2 separate regions of the Rattus norvegicus genome follow, and region 2 is linked to region 1. The links are chromatin contacts, called in public Hi-C maps. All regions are on one chromosome and are shown on one strand. The core of a region is the stretch at or near the end of the contact, and the rest is flanking DNA. Distances in the headings are between cores, read along the strand shown.

Region 1 (3,265 bases), core at 215-2,714:
GGAAACCCACTCTAGCCGAATGTACTGGGTCCTCTCTTAGAGCTCGCATGTGAGTTGGGCCCCTACTGGAGTCAAGGATATGAGATCTCTGGGATGCGAGTGGTGTGTGTTTTCTCTCTGACTCTCGGGGCTCCCCTCTCACATATCCGCTTTCTTCTCTTCTCATCTGAAAACCAACATTTACTCCTTGTTCTTCCTGACAGTGGGATTTTAAGCCCTTTCTGGTACACGTGGAGTGACAGCAATCTTCCCTACTCAAATCGACAGAGAAAATAGGTAAGTCTCGGTGGAGTCAAAATCAACTTTCCAAACTCCATTGACCCTTTGGCCCCACCACACACCCATCTAAGAAGAAGCAAAGGATCATGGTCTAGGAAAATAACAACTATCAAGGACAGAAGGGCTGCTGGGAATCAGGGAGGCAGACTTAGGGTGTCTGAGAAATGGGAAATAGCAGCTCCTTAAAACATTGTTCCCAGGATTCCTTTGAGGGTCCCCAGAGAATGTTTGTTCATTTGGCGAATAGCTGTCAACAATTTACTGTATTAGAAACTGAAACAAAGATATCTAAAAATATTTTTAACTCACTTTAAAGAAATATAAAAAACAACTCCCTTTGGGACTGGAGAGACGGCTGAGCAGTTAGGAGCTCATACTGTTCTTGCAAAGGATCAGATTTTGGTTTCCAGCACCCACTTCGGGCAGTTTGCAACTTCCTGGGACTCCAGAAGAGATCTGGTGCCCCTTCTGGACTCTATGGGTACTGCACCCATGTGCTCCTACTCATACACGGACAAACATGTATTTAAAAATAAAACGATCTTTAAAAACAACAACAACAAAAACCCCACCCCTATGCTATGTTAATGTTGCAACATGTCTTAAAATTAAAATGAAATGCCAAAACCATAACTTGGAAATATGTGAGAAGAATAACATCATTGTATGTCTGTCTATATTTTACAAATCTTTTTAATGTATGGCTTGATTAAAAATAAACAACAGGCAGATTCTCAGTGTCTGATTTTGCACTTAATCTGTTGCGGTAAGCTGACTTGGCTGAAGTCCATGTGGAGCAGAGGCCTTACCCAGCTTTGTGCTTAAAAGGGGGAGAGGGCTCTTTAGTAGCCTGGTCCTGTGACATGTCCATTGCTTTTGGTCATAATCCAAAAGCTGACAAGGGGTGGTGGTTGCAGTGCGGTCACGTTCATGAACAGTTTGTCCTGTCACAATAGTATCCAAGACTCTCTCTTGAACTTTTGCATCATGTAGCATTTTGTAACTTCATGTACGGGCAATCTGGAGCATGTGATTGGCTGACACGGGATTTTGCAAAGATTGGAACATTTCATCAGGCAGTACAAAGAATCAAATTTTGCAATCTCGCTGCCACTCACTGGAGGAGCTGTAAACACCGGGAAGCCTCTTGTGGCAGGTGACAGAGTAGGCTTTCCAAAGTCTCCGGTTTTCCTGGAAGGCTTCCGTTCTCCCACTAGCAACAAAGACTCTCGGCTGTGTCTCTTGCTGACAGATTGACCTGGTTGGTTCAGTTTGGGGAAAACTGTAGGCTAAACCTACGAGTTGTTTACTCATGTAGTAAAGACAAAAGCAAGAGGCTGGCTGGACTCGATGCTCAAATAACCATATAACACTCATCTTGCTTCGGTTTATGCCTCCTCTTTTATCACACAGAAAAACATGATAGTAATCAAGGGCCAATGCTTAATAAAATTGGTAATTGCTACCTGCACCCTAGGGATATTAAACGAGTCAAAACCTCTCCCTTCTCCCTCCTCCTCTCCCCTCTTTTCCCTTTCTCCCTCTCTTTATTCCCCCATTTCTGTCTCTCCCCCTCCCTTCTCCTTTCTCTCCTCTCCCCTCTTTCCCCTCCCCTAATGCCTTTCCTCTCCTTTAAATGATCCAGGTTAAGAAATTCAGTGCCGGGGTTGGGGATTTAGCTCAGTGGTAGAGCACTTGCCTAGCAAGCGCAAGGCCCTGGGTTCGGTCCTCAGCTCCGAAAAAAAAAGAAAAGTTAAAAAAATAAAAAAATAAAAATAAAAAAATAAAAATAAAAATAAATTAAAAAAAAAAAAAAGAAATACAGTGCCATTAGGAAAGTCTGGTGCCCACTAAGCCACCAACAATTGTGTCCCACACCTTCCCCCGGCCCTCCTGAGGACAAATGTTACCCCAGTGATGAAGCAAGGTATCTTTTTAAAAAAAAAAAGATTATTTTATGTATATGAGTACACTGTAGCTGTCTTCGGACACACCAGAAGAGAGCATTGGATCTCATGACAGATGGTTGTGAGCCACCATGTGGCTGCTGGGAATTGAGTTCAGGACCTCTGGAAGAGCAGTCAGTGCTCTTAACGGCTGTCCCAGAGTATCTTTTTAGCATTCCTGTTATATCATTTTGCCTACACATATTGTCAAAGGTCACACCCACCACCACCAAAAGCTGAGGCCCACCTTGACAGTCACTTGTAAACACACATTATTACAAACTGAAATGATCCCCAAAACCCAAATCTGATTATTTATTCTGATCGCTTGTCAAAAGGAAAGCAATAATACATCGTAAAAAAAAAGTATCAGATTTTTTTAAAAGTTATGAATAAATTACATCTTCCTAATAAAAGTCTGGGGTGGGGGGTTAAAAGTCAGAAAACCTGAAAGACAGCAGAGTTAAATATAACATCTAATGGAAGAATATTTAGAACAGTAAATGCTGTGGTTTTTTTTTTTTTTTTATTGACCAATGAATTAGCAGGAACTGGGGGCTACTTCCTGAGCTTCTGAGGCATGGTGATTCTCCAAATCACAGAGGATTTAAAATTCAAGGGACATCTTCTCGATGCTCAAGCAACTGCAAGCAGGTTTGCAATAGCAAGAACTTAAATTCTCAAACAAGGTAGTTATAACACGTAACCCTGACTCCAAATCAATGGCAGAATGGCAGACACCCAGGTTTTAGAGGAAGGGATCATCCTGGCTTCATTCTGGACCAGCTCGGTATGAGCAAAAATAAACAAAATAGAACAAAGACTAGAAAACATCCCGACATGGAAGATGGGGTGTGTCACAGTGTGTCCCACGGTTACTGCATCTCTAAACCTTCACTTTTCCCACAGGTGCCTTGGGATTGGTGCTTCATACTTCACACACCTTTGAGTCACGTGACTACATGGCTGTATCGAATGAGCCAAGGTAGTGAGTGCATCCTCTTAGGCTGTGACACTGTTTTCATTTCACTCCTTTTCTT
Region 2 (3,265 bases), core at 389-2,888, 65 kb after region 1:
CTGTTCACACTCTCTCGGAAGGATACTGACCCAGGCTTCCTTAGCTGTTTCCCCAGAGCGTGGGTTCGATCCTGCTCTTCCCCATGCTACCCCTCGGCTCCATGTAAACCAAGGGAATAATGTCTGTGTTGGCTGTGTATTCTTCAGACAGCAAAGGATCCAGCTTCGAATGACAGAAATGCCTTCCAGATTCTGGCAAATGACCAAGTGGAATTCAGCTTACAGTGGTCCACCTTTGTTTTGTTTTTGTTTGGTTGGTTTTTTGTTGTTGTGGTTTTGTTTTGTTTTTAATGTCTCCGCTGACATTTTATGGCCAGCTAAGACAGCTCAAACAACATTGTGGCTGACCAGATGTGTCAGGTTCCAGCTACAATTTTGGCAAAAGAAAACCTAGAGACTGGGGCGATGGCTCGGAGGTTGAGCATTTGCTGCACAATGACAGTTGAGCTCGCAGAGCCAAGTACATGCCAGGTGGCTGTGACAGCCACCTGTAATTCCAGCCTCGGGGGTTCCCCAAAGAAAGTAGGCTCTAGAGACTAGGCATCGCCAGGTACCTGTGGGTTTGACTGACAGGCCCCGCCTCAAAGTAAGTAATGTGGGAGGACTGAGGATGACACAGCCTCAAACATGTACACATGTACTAACACATGTCCACATACATGCAAACATGTACACATATATGAAAAGAAAGAAAGAACAAAACACAGGAAAAGAAACCTCTGAGGTGTGTGGGTAACTGATTTGGCCCAGTCATTGAGCTGGGAGGGGAAAACACACACCAGTCACCCCACATCACCTGGTGTAGGAAGGATGGGGTGAACCTGCTATTTGTATAGTTAGGAAGATCTGGTCAGTGGAGACCTCAAAATCCAGGTCTGTCCCGTTTACAGCGCAATCTTAGAAACATTCTGAAACCTGACGGCAAAAGTGTCCAGTCAGCAGAAATCATGCTAATGACATGGGCATCCTATCTCCTGGGCTTCATTCCTTAATTTCATTTAAAAACATCTTGGGAAGAAAAAAAAAGAGCCGACCTCAGTCTCTGTACAAAGATATCTGAGATCGTGAAAAGCGGCCCTTGGCCTTACGTATGCTTTAGACCCCCTTCTTAATGCAGTAGTAGTAATAATCGCTCTCGAAACAATAACAGACGATGTTAGTCACAGAACTCACTGTGCAGGTCACCTACCTCATTCACCCACAGAGTGGTGCCTTATTAGAAGCAAGGGAGGACGGCAATACTTAAGTGGTGATGGGAAATCTCTACAATATTTAAGCTACCCGTGTTAAAATGTAGTTAAACATTGTGGAGAGGATTTTGCAAATGTCCTCCGTTCCGCCACAAAAGGACCCAGGCAAAGGCGTGGGCCTCATGTCAGTCCCAAGCACAAGACTAAGACCAGGACACAGGCCACGGCAGAGGGCACGTCGGCCACAAGCAGAAGACTGGCCATGAACGACAATAACCACAAAATAGGCAGTTCATCTACTTTTCAGAAGCGCCCCTCCCCGCCACTGAGGGCAATTTCTCTCATTTTGCCAGTGAATCAAGTAAAACTCAGTGAAACTTTCGTCCAGCTACGGCTGTGAGCGATGGGACGGGGAACAGTCCCTTGACCAGCAGGCCAGGTGACAAGATAGCAAGCGCTCTACCTCGGCAATGGGCTCACCACTGGAGGTCAGCGCAGGCCACAAGGCTGTTTCCAGGATGTGGCTTCCGATATCAGCAAGCAAGCCAGCTGGTGTTAATGGGGGGGGGGGGGCATCTCTACGCCACCTCTTGTGTGGAGAGGGTGGGGGGTGCTGCCCGGTTTTTTTGTTTGTTTGTTTGTTTTGAGAAACCGAGACTGACTGCCCCAGCGCCATCTAGTGGCAAGGTGCCTCCTCGCTCTGCCGACAGGAGACACCATTCCAGCCGGAGCAAGGATGGGAGGGAAATGGGGGAAATGCTACAATTTCACAACCCAATTAGGTGTCTCAATCAGGGCCTCTGTTGACAAGAGAAGGGGCAAAAAAATCTGCCTAAATCACGTGGCTTGTGTAATGGAAGACAGAGCCAGGAAAAGAATTAGGCAGAATGCGAAACTTGGCGGGGTTGGGGCAGTTTGCTTTTGATTGGCAGTGGTCAGTCGTCTCCCTCATATTCACCGAGCAACCACCAGGAGCCAAGCCCAGTGACAGTGGCTTGGTACAATGCGATAAACAGAGCAAACGTGGGCCAAGCCGCCCATGGAACGTGCAGCTTGGACAATTTTTATAAACAGGAACAGCAGGGAGAGAAAGCTCCAGGGTTTGCAGTGCAACTCCAGCACTCACCAGCAAGCAGGTGACTTGAACCCACCTTCCTCACACCCCACGGCCCAAACAGAAGACAAACTGGCACAATGTGTGTAGCATATGACATTAGCGTTTCCCTAATCCACAAAGTCCCATGCAGTTGTGGAACAGAATGATTAAAAAGTTAGAATAAATAATCCGATGCTGGAAATACAGAATGCGCAGGGCCAGCAACGCTCGTCAGTCCTAAACATATTCGGGGACCCGTGGTGACACACCTCAGCGTACCTGACAGAGCGATCTTCCCTCTGCAGGGTTCTTGTTCTTTAGTTTCTAAACTCGCATCCCTGTCAAGAGAAAAACACAACAGGTCTTTCGAAAACAGCTGAGCTTTAAAATAAAGAGGTAGCTATGGATACTAAGGACTAGTGTGAGGTCTTGGTCAGGACTTGGTCAGGCAGCCGCTAGCTAGCTTTCAGGGAGATAGAGAGACACCCTCTTTTGAGTTCACGTGAACTATTAATATTGCCTAATAACGTGTACTGGTTACGCTATGATGTCCAACTTCTCACAAAGCTTGGAGTTCATCAGCTGCACTGGCCTAGAAGAGTCAGGTGTTGTCCAGCCAATCTGTGGGCTGCTATTCCTACGGTCAAGTCACCTCGTGCTTTATTTTTATGTGTAGTTGGCGTGACATCTCATTTCTTGTAAGCTCCAAAGAACGAACACACAATATGTTAGGATGAGCGAATAGGATGTGGGGAGGGAAACAGCAAAACATTTCCAAGGAAACTTTAAGACCGAAGCCAACAGCGACCCCCAAATTGGGATTTCACACTACACAAAACAGAGTGAGACACCATTTAAGCCAGAGGATCACACAGATAAGGCTAGCCTGTGCTACCAAGGGAGACCTTGTCTTGAAAACAAAGCCAGGGAAGGCACAATGGGTCAGTGGGTACTTTCGGTCTAACCTGGGGACCTGACT

Evidence for each region. Hi-C and Micro-C count contacts between places; a contact is called where the count stands out from the background.
Region 2: a Hi-C map of liver shows a contact between it and region 1, with 3 times the contacts expected there. The contact joins two enhancer-like sites. A contact is called at or near these places in 3 of 12 Hi-C or Micro-C datasets (kidney and liver).

Annotation. Positions count from the first base shown.
Region 1 is chr20:20,524,562-20,527,826 of GRCr8, forward strand. No RefSeq gene overlaps it. Among named protein-coding and RNA genes, the nearest start is that of Rtkn2, 83 kb to the right of the region's middle. Within about 2 kb of position 1,465, at least 3 of the 93 cell types and tissues checked have an H3K27ac peak or open chromatin away from gene starts, as enhancers often do. A contact at or near this core is called in liver, where this site is marked.
Region 2 is chr20:20,588,908-20,592,172 of GRCr8, forward strand. It overlaps Rtkn2 (rhotekin 2), which reads right to left. Exons shown (of 12, transcript NM_001107625.2): 3 at 2,566-2,624. Among named protein-coding and RNA genes, the nearest start is that of Rtkn2, 18 kb to the right of the region's middle. Within about 2 kb of position 1,639, at least 5 of the 93 cell types and tissues checked have an H3K27ac peak or open chromatin away from gene starts, as enhancers often do. A contact at or near this core is called in liver, where this site is marked.